2 separate regions of the Rattus norvegicus genome follow, and region 2 is linked to region 1. A link is a contact called in public Hi-C data. All regions are on one chromosome and are shown on one strand. The core of a region is the stretch at or near the end of the contact, and the rest is flanking DNA. Distances in the headings are between cores, read along the strand shown.

Region 1 (3,612 bases), core at 220-2,719:
ATTTTTTTTCAAAAGCCAACTACTGCCCCCAAAAGGCTTTTTAAACATTCTCCAAAAAAGTTTATTAAAATGTCTTCACTTTAATGCTCGAAACGGAAAAGGTTCTCAAAATATACATACGCCTCTTTTCTCATAGAAATAGAACTTTTTTATATAATACAAAAAAATAATAAGACCAAAAAAAAAACAAAAAACAAAAAACAAAAACAAAAACATCAACAGCAACAACCCCGCAGGAACATCTTTAAGTGATTACTCAGGGCCCGGCTGACAGTTACACGTGTGTTGCGTCAGTCCCGTGTCCACACGCGCTCAGCCACGTTTGATCCGGATTGCATCAAGTCCCGAAACCCGGTGCGCGGTGCAGGTGCGTGCGCGCGGTGCCCACGGTGTCCCCTCGGTGCAGGTGCAGGTGCGCGCGGTGCACGCACGGTGCCCCGGGCGCGCGCGGGGACGGAGCGCGCGGGGCAGGGCGCACGGTGCCCAGGGTGGCCGCGGCGCCCCCACGCCACCCCCGCCGGGCTAGCAGTGACCCGCCGAGGCCAGCAGCGGCTCGGGCAGCTGCTTGAACAAGTTCCGCAGCGTGCTGAGCTCTCGCGACAGCTGCTCCACCTTCTTCTGCAGCCGCTCGTTCTCCGCCGTCAGCTCCAGCACCTTGTGCTGCGTCTCCAGGTTGCGCATCTTGGCCTTGTCGCGGCTCTTGCGCACCGCGATGTTGTTGCGCTCGCGCCGCATCTTGTACTCGTCGCTCAGCTTGTCCACCGCCTTCTTGGCCTTGGCCTTGGCGGGCGCGGCCGGCGGCCCCGCGAAGCAGGCGGCGGGCGCGGCCTTGGCGTCGGCGGGGCTCGGCGTCCCGGGCGGGCTGGACGACGACGACGTGGACAGGCTGCCGCTGCTGCCGCTCGGCGTCGCCTGGTAGCCCAGGTAGGCGCGCAGGGCGAACGGGAAGCCGGCCGCCATGGCGGGCGCGTCGTCCGCGCGCTTGCAGTCCGCGGGTTCGAAGCCCGGCTCGGCCTTGAGTGCGGCGGGAGGCGGCGGCGGGAAGCAGGCGGGCGGTGCGGCCTTGGCGCCCGCGCGGCCGAGGCTCACGTAACCGTAGTCGGACGGCTTCTTGCTCGGCTTGGCGCCGTAGTCGTCGGCGAAGAGGTCGGAAAGGAAGTCGTGGTGCGCGGGCGCGGGCGCGGCGAAGTCCGCGGCGGCGGGCGCGAGCGGCTCCAGGTAGGGGCTGAAGTCGATGGCGCGCTCGTGCTCGCCGATGGCCGGCTCGGCGGCGGGGGCGCGCGGCGCGGCGCGGGCCGCCTTGGCCCCGTAGGCCAGGCAGTCGGGCTCGTAGTAGAAGTTGGCCACTTCCATGGGTCTAAAGGCGGCGGGCGGCGGCGGGAGGCATGCTGCGTCCCAGGCCAGCAGGCGGTGCATGAACGCGGGGCCCGCGGGCTCCGCTGCGTCCCGGTCCCGTGCGCGGCTCGGACTCGGCTCGGCGGCGGCCGAGCGGGAGGTTTATAAGGCGGCGCCTGGCAACGGGCTGCGTCACGCCGGGGCCCCTCCCGCCGCCCCGCCGCCGGGTCGGTGCGCGTCATTGCCCGGCCGCGGGAGCGCGAGAGGGCGCGGCGGGGAGTGGGGAGCGGCGGGGGTCCGCGCGCGGGATACTGAGCGGTGTCCTGGGCGCCCCGCCAGCCCCGCGATCGCCACGGACGCGGGTGACGCTAGCCCGCCCCCTTCCCGCCCCTCGGGAACACTGAGGAGCGCTGCCGCCGCCCGCCCCCTGCTGGAGGACGCGGTGACTGGTCCGGCTCCTGTCCGCTCTCCCGGGCCCCCAACTTCTGGGAAACAGATCAGTCCACCCGGTGCACGACCCCAACCGTCGGATCCCGCCCGCTGTCCCCGGTCCCCAACTCCCTGGAAACAGCCTTCCACCCGGTGCATGTCCGCCCACCCAGGTGCTGCCCACGCCTCTGAGACCCCAACTCCTGGAAGCAGAACTCTCCACCCTGTGCACGCCCACCCCGGGGATGCTTACTGTCCCCGGATCCCAACCCTCAACCCTTTGTATGGCCCGCCCACCGCACCAGCCTACTCCACTCCCCACGCCTCTCCGCGAAGGTGGCAAGGGTGGGGGTTCTGCCACACTGTGTCTGTGGGTGAGTCACTTTGCTCCTCTGAGTTTCCTCCGTGGACAGTGTTGGTATTGTCGGTAGTGGTGTCCGGGTATCAGAGACAAATGGACCCCAAGAAAGACCCGCACAGCCCTCCCCGGAGGCTGCAGCTCCTCAGGTGGTTGCGGTGGGAACATGGCAGACCCAAGTCCAGTCGTAAGGACGCAACGGTCACCCGGAGAGCTGGAAAAACAAACTCTCCATGCACTTGAATGGGCACCAGGTTGGACCACCAGCCTCTCCCCGGTGAGACTCTTCCGAGAAGGCCCAGGACAACTTTGGGGGCCCACTCTTCTGCCACTCCCAGCCGGGCCACTCAAGCGGGAGCTGCCAACCTGCCTGGGGCTGACCCCCGACCCATTGACCCCAGGCCTGGCCCCGGCAAGCTGGCGGGGTGTTGCTCAACCTTCGGTGTTATCTGCTGAGCTGGGGTGACCTCCGCCCCCAAGAGCTGGAGAAATGACATCTCCCTGTGCCCTTGGGGGTGGGGGGCAGGGAGGGAAAGGATAAGACACTAGCCCTGCCTGCGGCTTTCTGGCCTTCCCAGCAGCCTCTGGGCCAGGAAGGGATCAGGGCCCAGAGAGGCGTGGTGACATCCCCAGGGCCACCCAGCCAGGCCTGGCTATAAAGTGGGACATTGGGGCTTCACTGACAGGCCTTCCCTCATCCAACACTGGTGACTGTTCTTTCTGCCTCTAGGCCACCATTCACACCATTGCCCTCCTTCCCTCAGTTTCCCCTCAGACTGGGCTCCAGAAAGGCAGTGCTCCCTATTCCCTCAACCCTGCTCCAGGAGTTCCCTGCTGGGGTCTCGGCTGAGCTTGCCTCCAGGAAGCCCTCCAAGATTTCCTGAGCCCCAAGCTCCCTAACACTCCTAACCTGAAAGCCTATTTCACTTGGCCACTCTTCCTTCTGTCCCTGCTGCCTACTCCCCATGTCAGCACCTCCAGGGAGGGGTCTGTCTGTCTGTCTGTCTATCGTATTTATTTACTGTGTGAATGTGCACCACAACTTGCATGTGAAGGTCAGAACTTCAGAGTTCACTGCCTGTCACAGGCCGCTCCTTCTATCCAATGGGTCCTGGGTATTGAACTCGGGTCCTCGGACTTGGCTCTAAGTGCCTTAAACCACTGAGCCATCTTGATGGCCTGACTTCTCTCTTTACTCCCTGTTTTGGCTGGGTGTGGTCTCTGGCAGACTGGCTCTGCGCCTTAGCTTCCTGTCGGCATTTCAGGGCTCTGGGGAGACATAGCGAGACCTGGGGAGAGTTATACAGTACCCCAAGCATCTCTGTGTGGCCTTAGCCCTCTGCTCTCTCTGAGCCTCATTTTATACTCATTTGATCCCCCTGGTAATTGTGGGAGGTGAGCCATTCTGTCTGTGTTCACGGGTAAGGAGACGGGGGGGCTCAGCAGATCTAAGTGAGGGCTCAGGGTCGTCACAGTGAAGAAACGGTGGT
Region 2 (3,365 bases), core at 466-2,965, 390 kb before region 1:
TAGAGCAGCAGGCATACAGGCGGCCACACAGACATACATGCAGGCACTTATACACACAAAATAGTGAATTTTAAGAAAGTTACAGGTGCATGCTGCTTGACAGGGATGCTGAGAGCTGAGCGTGGGACTCCGGCAAGAACAGTGCACACGCGTAAGTGCATCTATCTCTCTAACACCAACAGTCCTGTTATTATTAAACAGATCTGTGTATCTATTCTGATATATAAAGTCCTCCCTCCACTTCATTAAGACGGGGTCTCCTGGAACTCTCTAGATCCAGCTTCAATAGTTAGAGATTAAAAATAAAAAAACATTAAAAACAAGTGTAGATATGTGACTCTTAGTTACAGAACTTTCCTCTCAAGCCCAGAAACTACACACAAAGGCTCCAGACACCTTTCCCCACTCACCCTACTCCCAGGACCGCCGTTCCCCAAGGAATCCCTTAACCACCACACTTATTTTTACTGTGGGTGTTTGATACACCGTTCTTCCTGTGTGTCTCACAACAATTTTGTCCTAAATTCTCATGGTCAGCAATGCCCTCTACGACTGTTTTACAAGTTGTTCCATCCGGCAAAACCTGGTCCTAGAGCAGAGTTAGGGGGACGTCACACCCTTTAAGTGCTGGTTTTCTTGTCATCTCAGAACTCTCAGAGAACCAGGCTACAAAATCCTGCTCCTCCTGGCCTTTCAAAATCAGGAGAGGCTTGCCGACATGTTCGAGTGGCTACAGATCACCTTCAAATTCCATCTGAAAAGCCCCTTTTTGGAAGAAGGCATTCTTCAGTTAATCCCCACGGGCTACTCTGCTCACCCGGCTTTGGGATTGAGGAATTCCACGGAAACTGAAATCACTAACAGGACTGGCAGACCCGCCAAGGGGGAAAAACATTCGGAATGAAGAGCCGGAATGAAAAGGGTAGCAGCGTCTCGATTGTCAAGCGCAGCACCAGAGTAAGGCGATAGTGCTAATTTCATAGATTAGACGCATACCAAAGTTAGAGCTGGAAAAAGCTCTCCTCCATTCGATGTACCCCCGAATCCCAAGAAAAGGTTACATGAGAAGACAGCAAGGTGTTCCCAAAGCCTCAGACTCGTGCCCGGGGTGAAGGGATTTCCCCCAAAACTATCCCATCACCTTGCACTGGAGCGGTCCCCATCGCACCCTTAAAGCAAGGCGGGAATACGAAGGATAGCAAACAGGGGCTGTGCTGCGGAGCAGACGCAAACGCTTCCCGTCGCCGCGCTCCACCAAGTTTCTCTCCTACGTGCTTCGGCCAGCAGATCGCCCTCCCCGCTTTCCCACAGGGCAGCCGAGGTCCATCATCCCTCCACCCTACGTCCTCACCGGGCAGCCCGCGTCTACCATCCCGCCAGCCCTCGTCCCCGTCGCCCCGCCCGGCCGCGCACCTTGCTCTTCACCTCCATGGTGCCCAGGCAGCCGCTGCTCACCCCGTGCCTGTGGCCACGGTTCATGCTGAGCGCCCGGCCGGCGGCGGCCTCGTCTGGGGCCCGTCCTCGGGAGCGCGGGCAGCGGGGCCGCGGAGCGCGGGCTCGGGACTCGAAGCGCAGCACGGCGCTTCGTCACGGCACCTGCTAAGGTCCGCGCAGCGCTGTGCCCGCTGCTCCGTGGCGGCCTGAGGGTCGGACTGGCAGTGCGGCAGGCGGGGACACGGGTCCCTCCCAGCGAGGCTCGGAGGCGGCGGCGGCCGCGGTGAAGAGAGGGCGGAGCACAATCCCACAGCCGCCGCAGCCTTGCTCCTCCGCTGCCTCCCCCGCGGGCACGCGCGCGGCCCGGTGCTCGTGCACCCGGTGCTCGTGCACCGAGCTCGGCCGCAGCCGCGGCACGTGCGCGCGCTCACCTGCAGCCTCGGCGGCGGCTCGCGCTCCGCCCACACCCAATAGGAAGCGCGCACCTGCGCCCGCGGCGACAGCCAATCGGCACGCAGCCTGCGGGGCTCGCGCGGCCCGTGGGCGGGCCTCGTGTCTGGAAAGCCCCGCCCACAGCCTAGCGATTGGCCCTGCGTTGCGAGGGAGGGGCGGGATCACCTGAAACTCTGGGCCTCTCCGGATTAATATGGGGAGCAGCAGGACGCATGCGCTGGCTGTAGAGTTTCCGCCCCGAGAAGGCAATGGGGAAGGCCGGCCGGAAGCGCGAGCGCACCTGGACTGCAGCTCGGGGGGGGGGGGGGGGGGGGTTTGCGCATGCGCGCGAGCGTTTTCGCCCGCTGGGTCGAGTCCGGAGCACCCGTATCTTTAACGCGCCCTAGTCACCGGCTTGGAATGTGTGTACGGCCGTTCCCTTGTGATGACGTGGGATTGCTGGGCTTCCAGGGCCCCTCTTCGACTTGGGCCCCCATGCTGCGGCTTCTAGGCGGCCCCCTGAAACTCTTGTCGAAAGATTCAAGTTTTCCCGCCTCTGGGACAGTCACTAGAAGAAGAGGCTGGTTGGAAGGGGGCTCTCGGCCGGATTTCACGCGGGGAAACCGCACTTTCGACTAGATGAACGCTTCTCAACCTGTGGGATCCGACCCCCAGGACGACCCTTTCTCAGGGGTCACCTACGACCATTGGAAAACACAGATATTTATGAGCCATAGCAGTAGCACAATTACAATTAAGTAACTAGAAAAATAATTGTATGATCAGAGGCCATCACAAGGCGAGGTCACAGCATTAGGAAGGTTGAGAACCATTGCTCTAGATCTTCCCTGTCCCCAGGGTGTCCTGGGTATCAGGAGAGGACCAGAGAGCTGAGGCCTGCTACAGTCCCCACAGGCCCTGGCTCCCTGCAGGCCTCCCCATCCGCCCTCTGGGGCTGAAGTCTTCTCTCCATGGAGCAATTTCTTGGCTGTTTGTTGTTTGTACCAACGCCGGCCTCTGGGCTGTGTTCTGTTCTCCCAGTGACCAAGCTGTGTCCCTGGTAACACAACACCAATTCCTAATCTCTGAGCGCTCGCCCCACACCGGGGTGTGGGGCGGATGCCTCGCTGTTTTGTTTATCATTGGCCTTGCTGATGTTAGGAGAAAGGTGAAAGTTGAGACCCTTTATGTCCCCTCTACCCCACGGAGGGCTGAAGAGCTAGCTGATTAGGAAGCTTCACTCCTGTCCACCCTCTCCCCTTGTACCACAGAATTTAACATCTGTGCCTCCCCATTTCCACTGTGATGGGTCTCAGGTTTTCTATTTTCCCTCGTGCATGCGCACTTCAAATAGTGTTCCTCTATGTAGAATGAAAGTTACCCAATGGCGGGATATGTCCGCTTTGCTCAGTTAGTCTCCTGGCTTGGCATACTCTCATGTATGTATTTGGGGACAGAGGAGCCCAGTCTGTGGCTTCTCCAGGCTACACCCTATACCT

Evidence for each region. A called contact is a pair of places that touch in the nucleus more often than the background predicts.
Region 2: a contact with region 1 is called in a Hi-C map of mammary epithelial cells, with 3 times the contacts expected there. The contact joins the promoter of Pard6b here to the promoter of Cebpb in region 1. A contact is called at or near these places in 8 of 12 Hi-C or Micro-C datasets (the A7r5 cell line, Schwann cells, frontal cortex and 4 more).

What each region holds. Positions count from the first base shown.
Region 1 is chr3:176,814,862-176,818,473 of GRCr8, reverse strand. Cebpb (CCAAT/enhancer binding protein beta) reads right to left here and starts at 1,469. Exons shown (of 1, transcript NM_024125.5): 1 at 38-1,469. The coding sequence starts at 1,416. The coding sequence ends at 523.
Region 2 is chr3:177,207,779-177,211,143 of GRCr8, reverse strand. Pard6b (par-6 family cell polarity regulator beta) reads right to left here and starts at 1,715. Exons shown (of 3, transcript NM_001108609.1): 1 at 1,414-1,715. The coding sequence starts at 1,479.